4 separate regions of the Sus scrofa genome follow, and regions 2, 3 and 4 are each linked to region 1. The links are chromatin contacts, called in public Hi-C and promoter capture Hi-C maps. All regions are on one chromosome and are shown on one strand. Each heading gives the region's core, a stretch centred on a gene start, on an enhancer-like site or on the middle of the called end of the contact. The rest is flanking DNA. Distances are from core to core; before and after follow the strand shown. Region 1 holds the start of ATXN10 (ataxin-10). Region 2 has its middle 62 kb from the start of PPARA. Region 3 holds the start of CDPF1 (cysteine-rich DPF motif domain-containing protein 1). Region 4 holds the start of WNT7B (protein Wnt-7b).

What was found. Promoter capture Hi-C pulls out the DNA fragments that hold promoters and counts their contacts. A called contact is a pair of places that touch in the nucleus more often than the background predicts.
Region 2: a Hi-C map of retroperitoneal adipose tissue shows a contact between it and region 1, with 1.9 times the contacts expected there. The contact joins the enhancer-like site here to the promoter of ATXN10 in region 1. A contact is called at or near these places in 7 of 47 Hi-C or Micro-C datasets (embryonic fibroblasts, epiblast stem cells, mesenteric adipose tissue and 4 more).
Region 3: a contact with region 1 is called in a promoter capture Hi-C map of liver, with 4 times the contacts expected there. The contact joins the promoter of CDPF1 here to the promoter of ATXN10 in region 1. A contact is called at or near these places in 1 of 5 promoter capture datasets (liver) and 1 of 47 Hi-C or Micro-C datasets (mesenteric adipose tissue).
Region 4: a contact with region 1 is called in a Hi-C map of omental adipose tissue, with 6 times the contacts expected there. The contact joins the promoter of WNT7B here to the promoter of ATXN10 in region 1. A contact is called at or near these places in 2 of 5 promoter capture datasets (fetal skeletal muscle and liver), 32 of 47 Hi-C or Micro-C datasets (adipocytes, adipose tissue, alveolar macrophages and 18 more) and 2 of 2 datasets of contacts at active chromatin or transcription factors (alveolar macrophages and skeletal muscle).

Annotation. Positions count from the first base shown.
Region 1 is chr5:3,796,906-3,799,904 of Sscrofa11.1, forward strand. It overlaps ATXN10 (ataxin-10), which reads right to left and starts at 1,299. Exons shown (of 12, transcript XM_013997462.2): 1 at 952-1,299. The coding sequence starts at 1,067.
Region 2 is chr5:3,381,863-3,384,730 of Sscrofa11.1, forward strand. No RefSeq gene overlaps it. Among named protein-coding and RNA genes, the nearest start is that of PPARA, 62 kb to the left of the region's middle. Within about 2 kb of position 1,444, at least 30 of the 83 cell types and tissues checked have an H3K27ac peak or open chromatin away from gene starts, as enhancers often do. A contact at or near this core is called in omental adipose tissue, retroperitoneal adipose tissue and subcutaneous adipose tissue, where this site is marked.
Region 3 is chr5:3,285,678-3,288,458 of Sscrofa11.1, forward strand. CDPF1 (cysteine-rich DPF motif domain-containing protein 1) reads left to right here and starts at 1,366. Exons shown (of 4, transcript XM_003125953.4): 1 at 1,366-1,471.
Region 4 is chr5:3,519,826-3,522,743 of Sscrofa11.1, forward strand. WNT7B (protein Wnt-7b) reads left to right here and starts at 1,587. Exons shown (of 4, transcript XM_021091384.1): 1 at 1,587-2,198. The coding sequence starts at 2,128. The region is part of intron 1 of LOC110260613 (a long non-coding RNA gene); the gene reads right to left.

The DNA of each region.
Region 1 (2,999 bases), core at 49-2,548:
CGGGGGACCAGCCGCAAATGTATGAAATAGTAACATCAGCTAACATTTACTTAGTACTGTGTGTCACGCAGGTGCCAAGGATTTACTATGCATTACCTCATTTAATCCTTCCAAACAATGTCACCAGGAAGGTACTGTCCAACATTGCTCCTGGGAAACAGACAAGGAAAGGGAGGCCCGGAGAAGACCAGAATGAAAGCAAACAGGCATTGACGGAGGGCACCACGTCCTTTATATGTTCACATGCTTTATTTCATTTATTCCTCCGTACAATTCGGCAATGAAATCATGTATTATAGTCGCATCGTTAGGCAAGAAATCTAAGGCCTGGAGACACTGCCCGATAACGCAGAGCCTGCAGGGCCAGGAACCAAATCCAGGTCTGCCAGACTCCTGGGCACCTTTTACAATGGCGATCTGGCCCTTCAGGGGCACAGCCAGGATTGACGTAGCTCCACCGGGGATGCAAAGCCTCGACTGACAGGCAGAAGGGAGTGGGACTCAGGCCGCCTCCCACCGGGCACCTCTGTAACGCGCCTCTCGCCCAGCAGCACGCACGCTGCCCCCGCGGGGGCGGGGGCGGGGGGGGCTGTCAGGCTGCTCCCAGCGGGGGCCGAGGACAGCACCTTGCACGTAAAGGGGCGCCCTCCACGCGGCTCGACAACAGAGGAGACACGACGTGACCGGGGCTCACGCGTGCTGCGGGTGCCCCTTCCCGCGCCCGGCTTCACACCTGGACTGCCGAGTGGGGAGCAGATGGCGGCCCCCAGGGCACCGCGGGGACCCGCGCGGGGGGACCGCCCGGCATCGGAGCCCGGCGCCCCTCGAGGGAGCGCGGCGGCCTCCGCCCCGCAGCCGTCCGGGGGGAGGGGGCGCCCCGCCCCGCCCCGCCCCGCCCCGCCCCGCAGCCCGGCCAGGCCGCCCCCGACGCTCGCGCCGCCGGGCCGTTACCGATTCCGCTGCTCTTTGAAGAGCGCCGTCAGCGCGCGGAGAGCCTCCAGGTCCTGGATGGGCGCGGGCACCATGACGCCGGACAGCCTGGCGGGCGGCGGCCTGGGCGCCGCCATCTTGCCGCGCGCAGCTCGGGCCGAGCGGCCGCCGACGAGGAGGAGGAGGAGCAGGGGCCGGAGAGGCGGCCGCGGGGGAGGAGCGCGCCCCGCGGGAGCCGGACGCCGCCGCCGCCGCGCCGCTGCAGCCCGAGGCCGAGCGAGAGAGCGCGAGGGCACGCGCAGGGCTGGCCACGGCCGACGAGGACGCGACGGCGCGACGAGGGGAGGGGGCGCGGGCGGAAGTCCCGCCTGCAGGGAGGGGGCGCGGGCGGAAGTTCTCTGTGAGGGGGCGGGACGTCGGAAGGGCGATGGATCCTGGAGGAGAAGCCGAGAGGGGGCGCTAGGACCGGCTCTCCCGCAGGGGCGGAGACGACCTGAGGGGGTCTTGGTGGGAGGGGGCTTGGGGGACATGTGCACCCCGAGGGGAGACGCAGGGTGAGGGGGGCCTCGACAGGAGGGGCTTTGGGAGACAGGTGCACCCCGAGTGATAGATGTGGGCAGAGGGGGCCTCGACAGGAGGGGCTTTGGGAGACAGGTGCACCCCGAGAGGAGATGCAGGTTGAGGGGGGCCTCGACAGGAGGGGCTTTGGGAGACAGGTGCACCCCGAGGGACAGATGCAAGGAGGGGGGTCCCAATAGGAGGGGGCTTGGGGGACCGGTGCACTCCGAGGGGGAGATGCAGGCTGAGGGGGTCTCGAAGGGAAGGGTTTGGCGAGACAGGTGCACCCTGGGGAGCATGGGAAGGGAGGGGAGTCCTGCAGAGGCTCCCCACCCCCCACAAGAAGGCTGAAGACCTTGGATCCTGCGGTTTGAGTGGGTTGATCAGTGCCTGCACAGATCCACTAGGAGCTGGAGCAGACTGTCACCAGCTTGCAGGTTTCAGACTCCGGAAGCCCAGTTCCCAGGTCTTGGTGATCATTTACCAAGGCTTCTTGGGGTTAGAATGCGTCGTTCCAGCTCTTCAAGGGCTTAATATACAATTGGAAGTCAGGGATGGGCCAAGTGGCGTCAAACATGATGTGGAACCTGATGTCAAGCCAGTACTGCCCATCCGGAGCTGGAGTCTATCAGACCTTCCATGGGTACGACAGCCATTGGTCATCAGATGGAAGTGGCACATCTGGGACTGAGATCCAGCAATGCCAAAGGCAAAAGAAAGTGGCCCAAGCTCTTGCCCTCCACCTCTGTCACACTGGCACATGTCCTTAAGCTCTCATCACCTCTGGCCACACCCAGAGGTGTGGTCTTTTATGATCAGATGGAGAAGGGAAAACAGCCAGCTTGGTTCACAGATGGGATTATTTGGTGTGATGTTCATTTCTGATATCCACTGTAGTAAATTATGACAAATTTAGTGGCGTGAAACAACACAAATTTAGTATCTTACTGTTCTGGAGTTCAAAAGACTGAAATAGATCTAACCAGCTAAAATCAGCAAAAGATCAGAAAGAAACATTAAGGAAACCCTTACCACCACATCAAAAAGAGTAAAGTACCAGAGTTCCCACTGCCAGTGGGTTACAGGATCTGGTGTTGCTGCAGCTGTGACATAGGTGGCAGCTGTGGCTTGGATTCAGCCTCTGGCCTAGGAACTTCCAAAAGCCTCAGGTGCTTCCATAAAATTTTTTTAAATGTAAAAATAAAAAGAATAAAATACTAGGAATAAACCTACCTAAAGAGACAAAGGATCTTTATTCTGAAAACTAAGATGCTAATGAAAGAAATAAAAAATGACACAAAGAGATAGAAAGATATACTATGCTCTTGGATTGGAAGAACTAATGTTTTGTCAAATGACCAAACTACCCAAGGCCATCTCCAGATTCAATGCCATCCCTATCAAATTACCCATGGCAGTTTTCACAGAACTAGGAAAAAAACCTGTAAATTTGTATGGAAAAACAAAAGACCCTAAACAGCAAAAGTAATCTTCAAAGAGAAAATCAGAAC
Region 2 (2,868 bases), core at 194-2,693, 410 kb before region 1:
TGCCCCCTTCCAGAAGCCTCAGGGCTTCAAACGACATCCCCCGGACGCCCCTCGAGTGCTTTTCCAGAAGCAGGGGACCTCCCAGTGATGCTCCACACCAAAGTCCCTGAAATAGCCCCCCCCCTCCCCGCAGGCACAGGAGAAGCCCCTCGGAGGGGGTGGAGGGAGGGGGCGTGGCTCTGGATTAACTTCCCCATGTGCCCCCGGGACATCCATGGCCTGCAGGTATCTCCACCCTATCCCCAACCCCCAAGTGCTTGCGTGGCCTTGAACCTCTCCGAGCCTCCCTCTCTCAGAAACCCCACCCTCAGTGGCTCCCTGCTTGGCCCACCCTCCTCCTGCCACCCGACGGGCCTGCCTTGGGCCCCCACTTGGCCCCGGGATTCCCAGCCCCGGGCCCCCCAGGAAGAAGTCAGCCCCTGAAACCCGCCAGCAGTCACAGGAGGGGGCGCTGCTGGCTGCTCCTGCATGGTGGCCTGGGGTGCGTGCTGGAGGGCGGGTGCCTTCAGGGCTCTCCCAGCACCCGTGCCCTGGGGGGCACCCAGGAGAACAGCAGGATGGGGCCACCAAACCAGAGTCCACACGGCAGCCAGATCAACTGGGCTCCAAACACCTGATCTTGGTTTTTCTTTGTTTGTTTTGTTTTGTTTTTGTTTTTAGGGCCGCACCCGCGGCATACGGAGGTTCCCAGGCTAGGGGCCGAATCAGAGCTGCAGCTGCCAGCCTACACCACAGCTCACGGCAAAGCCGGATCCCTGACCCACTGAGCTGGAGGCCAGGGATCGAACCCTAGTCCTCATGGATACTTAGGCAGGTTCTATACCTGCTGAGCCACAGTGGGCTCTCCCAAATACTGGATCTTGTTACTTCCCTGCTAAAACCATCAATGGCTCCCTGTGGCCTTTGAGAACCCAAGGGTGTCCCAGGCCCTCTGTGGCCACCCACCCACCGCTTGCCTCCAGGCCCTGTCCCCTCCAGGGGCTCCCTCACCTGTGGACACCACAGGCTCCCCTCTCCACCCCACCCCTTGTGTTATCCAGGCTCCTCGTCCCTGAACTTGGTGGGTGGTCATGTCACCTCCTCCAGGAAGCCTTCCGAGGGCCTGCCTCCCACAGCCCTCAGTCTTGAGTCACCCCCGACAGACGAACCCTCTCCCTGTGGGGTTTGGGGCGATGTGGGGACACCAGCAGCCGGGGTGGGAGGGGTGCAGGTGGGGAGCTGACTGAGTCCTCAGTACCTGATCAAGGTGTGACCTCAGGGACTGGTCTATGGGCCTCAGTTTCCTTGTCTGTCAAACAGGGCACAGTCCTCCCAGCCCAGGGGTGTAGGCTGGGCCCAGCAGACGCCTCCAACCCCAGCTCTGTCACTAACTGCTGGGTGACCTTGGGTTGACCTGGCCCAGCCTCTGTCTCCTGGCTGGGAACTGGGGACACAGAAGTACCCAGAGCCTGAGACTAGAGCCAGGCCTGCAGGGGGCCCTCCAGCCGGGCGGTCAGGACTTGCCAGGGGAGGGGACGAGGGGTCAGGAGCCAAGGGCCGTGGTCCTGGCCCTCGCCTGGCTGTCTGCCCTTGGGAAGGTCACAGGTCTCCTGAGCCGACCGCCCCTTGGAGGCCCCACGGCCCGGCCGGGTCCTGCCTGCGTTCCCAGGCCCTGGGTCACAGCCGGGCTGCCCAGCTGTCCTGGGAGCCTGCCCAGGCTGAACGTGGCGCTCGGCCAAGCTGTGCTTCTGCATTTAGCACCAGAATCGAGTCGAAAGTGGAGGGAGCGCCTCCTTCTCCTCTTCCTGCGATGACGGAGGGGCTAAGAGTGCACCTCTGAGGCAGCCGGCCACCGGCCCCTGCTCTGGCCGAGAGCCCTTCCAGCTGGGACAGGTTCTGTTCAGGAATCCTGGGGCTGGTGCCAGCTTGGTGTGAGAAAGACAAGCACCAGGGGCCACCATGCCTGACCTGGGTGCCCGCTCTCTGTGCCTCTGTCTCCCCACACCCACCCCTCACCTTCCTTCCACCCCCACCCAATGCCACCTAGGCCCCGGACCCAGCCAAGGCCTAGCCTGGACCTTGTCTAAAGGGCACCTCCAGGACAGGCTAATTCCTGCCCGGGGAGGGTGGGCGGTGACATGGGGCTGGGAGCACAAGAGGAAGAAAAGGGAGCCAGAGATGTGGTCTGGGGCCAGGGGACCCGGGTGACTTCCCAGAGGAGGGGGCACTTGGGGCTTGTCGCAGGACCTGGGACATCAAAGTTTTATTAAGCCCCAGCATCCTTCTAAGCCATGTGGCTCCTACTATAGCTGAGGCCCAGAGAGGGTGGGCGACTTGCCTGAGGACACACAGCCTGGCTTGGGTGGGCCTATGACCTCACAGCCTAGGGGAGGGTCACTGAGGTGAGGGAGATGGTGGAACAGTCTGGATTCCACAGGGCAGGTGTTGGGGGTGGTCAGGGAACAGAACGGGAAGATGAAGCCTCAGTGCGTCCCGTGTCCCGTGGCCCTGTCAGAGCCGAGGCATTCTGCCTGCTCCTGTCATATTCCCCATCAGGCTCCCTGAGCACACATGGGGCGGGGCCTGGCCAGGGGGCCCGTGTCACCCATGCCCGCAAGATGGGAGGACAGCGTCCACTCACCCGGGGTTGCCCCAGGGAAACCACAGGTGCTGGAGAGGACGTGCCCCTGGCTCACAGCCTGCCAGGCCCGTGATCAGAGTGGCAGGGCTGTCAAGGCAGCCACGGTGGCCAGAGGTGGCCCCTCTGCGGCTGGGTGCCCAGCTTCCTGCTTTGGGCCTGCCCCAGGCCTCTTCTCAGGGACCTGCCAGACAGCTGTGCCACAGCTGTCAGTGCTCGGGAGAAGGATGGGGGCACAGCACGGTGGCCGC
Region 3 (2,781 bases), core at 116-2,615, 510 kb before region 1:
ATCAAATTGCTTGCTTTCTTCCTGTTGCATTTTAAGAGTTCTTTGTGTGTTTTGGAGAAGAGTCCTGTATCAGATTTGTCTTTGGCAAATTCTTTTGCCCACTCTGTGGCCTGTCTTTTCCTTCTCTTGATTGGGTGCTTATTTCGTGTGCAGTTTCTTTCAGGAAACCATTTTCTTCTAAAGCTTTATTAGATATTTTTAATCTTTTGGGTTTTTGGTAAGCTTTTTCTCTATTAGTAACTGGGACAACTCAAATCAAAATTAACTTTATTTTCTCCCAGAGACCATGGTTTGCTCCGATATTAAGTGATAGCCTATCACTTAACCCTTCCAGCGCAGCTTGTAACTTGTCCAAACGATCTCAAGGCTTTGACATCATTGACGTGATTACCGGTCACGTATCTGAGACTGGATATAGGTCACATTTGAAATACTTCATCAAGACGGTCCACCTTTGGGCAGATCCAGAAATAAAAACCAGCAGTATATAATCTTTGAATTAATCCAAAGAATGTCATTGTTGTAAGCACAGTTGAGGTCCTATGTTCTAGGAACAAAATCAAAGTGCTTATTAGCTCCTGAGGCTCAGGGCAGGAGCCCCTCTTGCTCAGGTCCAGGAATGGTTTTCAGCATTACCAAAATACCTTGTATAATCCTTATTTCTTAATTCCCCGAAAGAAAAAGTCCCAGACCTCAGGGTGTCTGGGTTTCAAATCACCCCCTAACCCCATAAAACGGTGCCCCACACACAGTAGAGGGGAAGAAGTGGGGTGTGATGGTCACAGCCGGTCTAGAACCGGAGGCCTGGGCCAGGGGGAGCTTAGGGTCCAGAGGATCCTTTGAAGCAGGCGTGGTTGGTGCCCCAGGGCGAGGACCTGGAGGCTGAAGGATGGTGGGGCCCGGGTGATGGCGGGCGTTCCAGGCCACTTTACCGCTTTGGAGGAGAAGCTACAAGTCCCTGGGTGCAAACAGCTTTTAAAGGTTGCAGGAAGCGAGAAGGCTCATTTTGAATTCATTTCGTCTGTTGCCTTAGGAGACAGTTGACTTTTCCTGCAGCCCTGGGCCCAGGTCCCGGGGCTCCTGTTCTACTGGGGGGACAGGTAGCAGACCTAAGACCATTTCGGTCCGAGGCGCAGGCTGAGCGAAACCACGTGGCGATGGGGCCGGGTTACCCATGGGCCGCGCGAGGGCCGCACCGGCTCCGTGGAGCTGGATGGGAAGCCCAGGAAGAACCTGACAGCCTCCGCGCAGCCAAGACTGCAGCCCCGTCAGCAGGAGCCGACAAGCAGAACCCAGGCCCCGCCCTGCCGCCGCCAACCGCGAGACCTGAGGTTCCGGAAGCCGCCGCGAGGCGGAAGTCCGCCGAGAAGCCCCGCCCCCGCCCGCGCTGCGCACGCGCCCAGGGCGGACGGCCGCCTTGGGGCGGGGCCGCGCACGCGCCTTGGGCTGGGCCGCGCAGGCGGAGGCGGAGGTGAGTGGTGCGGCCTGACGGTCCGGAGGGTAGTGCGCTTCCCGCTCGCGGGGCCGGCTTGGGCGGCTCAGCGGAGCCCGGCGGGGTTTGGAACCCGGAGGCCCGAGCGGCTGCGCACGTTGCGGCGTTGGGGGCGGGCACGGAGCGGGTGGCCTGCGGGGCGTTGCAGGAACGGAGGGCGAGCACGGAGCGGGTGGACGGAGAGGAAGAGCCCTGCGGAGACGCCGGGATCCTGCGGGGCGCCGCTGCGCCGACCTGACATAGCCAAGGGAAAAGCCAGGGAACACGCGGACAGGGCGATAGACATTAGCCGAAATGAAACAGAAAAGAGGACCATGTCTTATGTTGAAGCCTTCAGGTCATTTGGAGTTTACTTTTGTGTATGGTGTGAGGGTGTGTTGCCGTGGCTGTCCGGCTGTCCCCACACCACTTGCTGAAGAGACTGTCCCCAGTGTATATTCTTGCGTCCTTTGTTGAAGATGAATTGACCATGGGCGTGTGTGTTTATTTCTGGGCTCTCTGCTCTGTTGCATTGATCTGTAGGTCTGTCTCTCTGCCAGTACCATGCCATTTTGATTACTGTAGCTTTGTAGTATTGTAGAAGTCTGGGAGGGTGATGCTTCCTGTTTTGTTCTTTTTCTTCAAGATTGTTTTGGCAATCTTTTGTGGTTCCATATACACTTTTGGGTTATTTGTTCTAGTAAAAAATGTCATGGTTAATTTGATAGGAATCACGTTAAATGTGTAGATTACTTTGGGTGGTATAGCCACTTCAACAGTATTAATTCTTCCAGTCCAAGAGCATGGGCTGTCCTTGCATTTCTTTAATAAATCATCTGCAGTTTCCTTTATTAATGTTTTATACTTTTCGGTGTATAAATCTTTTACCTCCTTGGATAGGTTTATTCCTACATATGTATGTATGTATGTATTTATCTTGGTGTGACTTTAAAAGGTACCTGCAGTTCTTTGGTGGCCTAGTGGTTCAGGGTTTGGCGTTGTCACAGCTGTGACTTGGGTTCAGTCCCTGGCTCAGGAATTTCTGCATGCTTTAGGCATGACCAGAAAGTAAATGAATAAATAAAGGTATTGGCTTTTTTTTTTACATTCCTTTTCTGACATTTCACTCTTAGTGTAAAGCAATGCAGCCCATTATAGCCATTTCACCAAAGCAGAAGTACAGATGGCCATTAGGCACATGAAAAAACTGCTTAACATTGTTAATTATTGGAGAAATGCAAATCAAAATACAATGAGGTACCACCTGACACCAGTCAGAATGGCTATGATTACAAAGTATACAAGTAATG
Region 4 (2,918 bases), core at 337-2,836, 280 kb before region 1:
GTCTTGGCGCGCCCGCCGCCTCGCGTCGGAGCATCTGCCGTGTCACCGCCGGGTGGCAGCATCGTCTCGCGCGCCCCAGCTCCTCCCGCGACTCCCACCTCCCAGTCGGTCCCGCTCCAGCCACCGGCTGCGAGGGCTCGGCCCCCGACCCTCCCATTTCCAGGACTCAGCTTCCTGTTCCGTGGAACGGGGTGACATCTGGGGCGCTGGGACACAGGGGACCCTCGAGGGTGAAGCCTCTATTGTCATTTCACTTCTTTCTGTGCCTCAACCTCCCTGCCTGCGATTGTCTCCCACTCGCTTTCATCTGTAAATGCTCCTTATCCGCCCCGCTCCGCACAGCTGCACCGGCCCCGCCTCTGATCGAGGGGCCGAGGAATGGCCCGCGCCAGGGTCGTGGCAAAGGTTCAGGGGATTTGGAAGGATTAAGGGGGGATCAGGAGCAGGGGGTCGAGAGGGACTGTTGGGGGGGCGGAAGGTGGGCTCTGAGTTAAAGTCCCGGCTGGGCTGGGCCTGGACTAGGTGGGGCCAAGGGTGGCTGGAAGCACTCCTCCTACCCCCCCCCCGCCCCCACCTCTGGTGCTCATACTCTCACCCCAGCAAGTCTCGAGTCTTGGCTGGTCCTCGGTGACCAAGCGCTTCCCAGTTCCATTCACTTGCCCAGGAGTGGCACCTTGGAAGGCGTCCAGGTCTGTAAACCCGCGGAGCAGGGCAGGAGCCTGGCCAGGACGGCGATGAGGCAGAGGCTCACCATTCTGCCCTCTCAGAACAGACAGGGGTTCTGCCCAGCGGCAGGGTCTGCTACTTGGTACCCACTCCCGGGGCACGGAGCCAAATCAGGCCCCTCCAGTGTGCGAGGCTGGGTGGTGGTTCCGGCCCCAAGCTCTGGGCGCTGAACATGAATACGGAGCCCAGCGCTGCAGAGGAGACACAGCAGACGGAGGGGAACAAGGGTGGCCGGGAAAGCCAGCAGGGGTCCTTGGGGTAGGAGCCTCCACAGAGCCAGGGGACCCCTCTACATCCTCCTCCTCCTCCTCCGCCATGGTGCTCAGCCAAGTGGCTGCCATAGCAGGTCATCTGAGCCATCCTCCTGCATCTGGCCAGGCCTATCTCTCTGTTCCTTCCTTGTTCCTACTCTGATTAAGCGCCACTAACAGCAGGATCGACAGGTGTGGGGGGACTCTGGGCGCTGGAGGAGGGCTCTGATCCAAGTCTGTGGGGCTGGCAGCGATGCCTGGGCTAAGGGTGTGGCCCTGGGGGACCTCATGTAAAGAATTGCTGGGGGAAGGAGAAGCGCGCCCAGAACGCGATGGGGGTGGGTGGTCTCTTCCCCCCCCCCACTAAACACTGAAGCCAAATGGCTACCACAACCTGAGTCGGCCCTTCCCCCCGGTCCCCACCCCCACGGGTGCAGAGGAGCGGCGGGGCCCTCCGCAGGTGTCTTTTCCCGGCCGCACCCTCCCCCTCCCCCCGCCCCCCGCCTCTAAGCACCCAACCCCCTCCCCCCCCCCCGAGTCCCGGGAGGGCAATCGGAAGGGAGCCGGCCTGGGGAGGGGGTTCCGGGGATAGATGCGTTTGTGTGTCACGGGAAGGGAGGAGAAAAGGGAGGGAGAGCCCGGGAGCAAGGGAGAGAGAGCGCACGGCGAGCGAGGAGGGCGGGCGGGAGGCGGATCCTCCTACCTGGGGCTCGCTCGCAGCTCGCTTGCCGGGGCGCGAGTCACCTGGGGAGGCCGACAAGTGCGGACACATTGGCCGCCGCAGCGCTCAGCGAGGCGCGCACGGCCCCAGGCGGCTGCCCCCAGTGGCGGCAGAGCCCGCCCGCCCGCTGCGCTCGCGCCTCGGCCCCAGCCGGCGCCCGTGGGGCCCTGTGGTCACTCCGCCCGGCTCCGAGGTGACGGCCCCCGGCCCAGGTCACTCCCCGAGGCGCACGCGGCGGCGGCCCGGGCTCACCATGGTGGCAGCGCGCGCCGAGTGCCCGCGCGTCGCCGGCCGCCGGAGCCGCAGCGCCGGCTGAGAGCTGTCCACCGAAGCCGCCGCCCCCCGCCCCCCGCTCCCGCGCGATCCTCGCCCGGCCCGCGCGTCCCCTCCGGCCGCCGCTGTCTATGGCGCAGCCCCCCTCCCTGGATCATGCACAGAAACTTTCGCAAGTGGATTTTCTACGTGTTTCTCTGCTTTGGCGTTCTCTACGTGAAGCTTGGGTGAGTAGCCCAGTGGGCAGGGGCCGCTGCCCGGGATCTGAGCAGCCTGCAGGAGCCGCCTCCGTAGGGTCCCCCAGGGGGCCATGGGTACAGGCGTGGGGCATAGCGGCTCTCGGGGATCCGAGGCTGGCCTGAGTGTTGGACCCTCGTCCCGGGCCGGCAGAGATGCAGCCAAGCCCTTCGAGCCCTGGGCACTCCCGAGGGGCGCCCGGCCCAGGGCTGGAGGAGGGAGAGCAGGACGCGCGGGCGGCCCGGCTCGCGGGTAGCGGCGAGCGTGCCCGGCGCGTACTTTCACCTGTTTGGGCTCCAGGCCCCGGGGGTGGGACGCGCCTTCCCTCCCCCGGGCCGCGCCGGGCGCCGAGCCCAGGCCGAGCGCTCGCCGCCTGGAGGGCGCGCCGGGGCGGGGGGCGGGGGGCTTCGGGCGGCCGAGGGCCCCGGGCGGGCGGGCGGGGACGCGCACCCCGGCAGCGAGCGCGCAGGCCTGGGCACTCGCCACGGCCCTTCGTCTCTATCCATCACCCGGACGTGTTGAAATTACCTTGACAACTCGTCCGGCTGGCTCGGGATGGGCCGCGCGGGCGGCCGGGCCGCCTCGGGCTCGGTCCCGGCCCGGCGCCCCCGCCCGCCGGGGGCCCTCTGCCCGGCCCCCTCTCGCCGCGCTCCCCCTCGCGCGGCCCGGAGGGCGGGCGGGCGGGCGCCCGGCGGGCCGCGCTCGCTGCT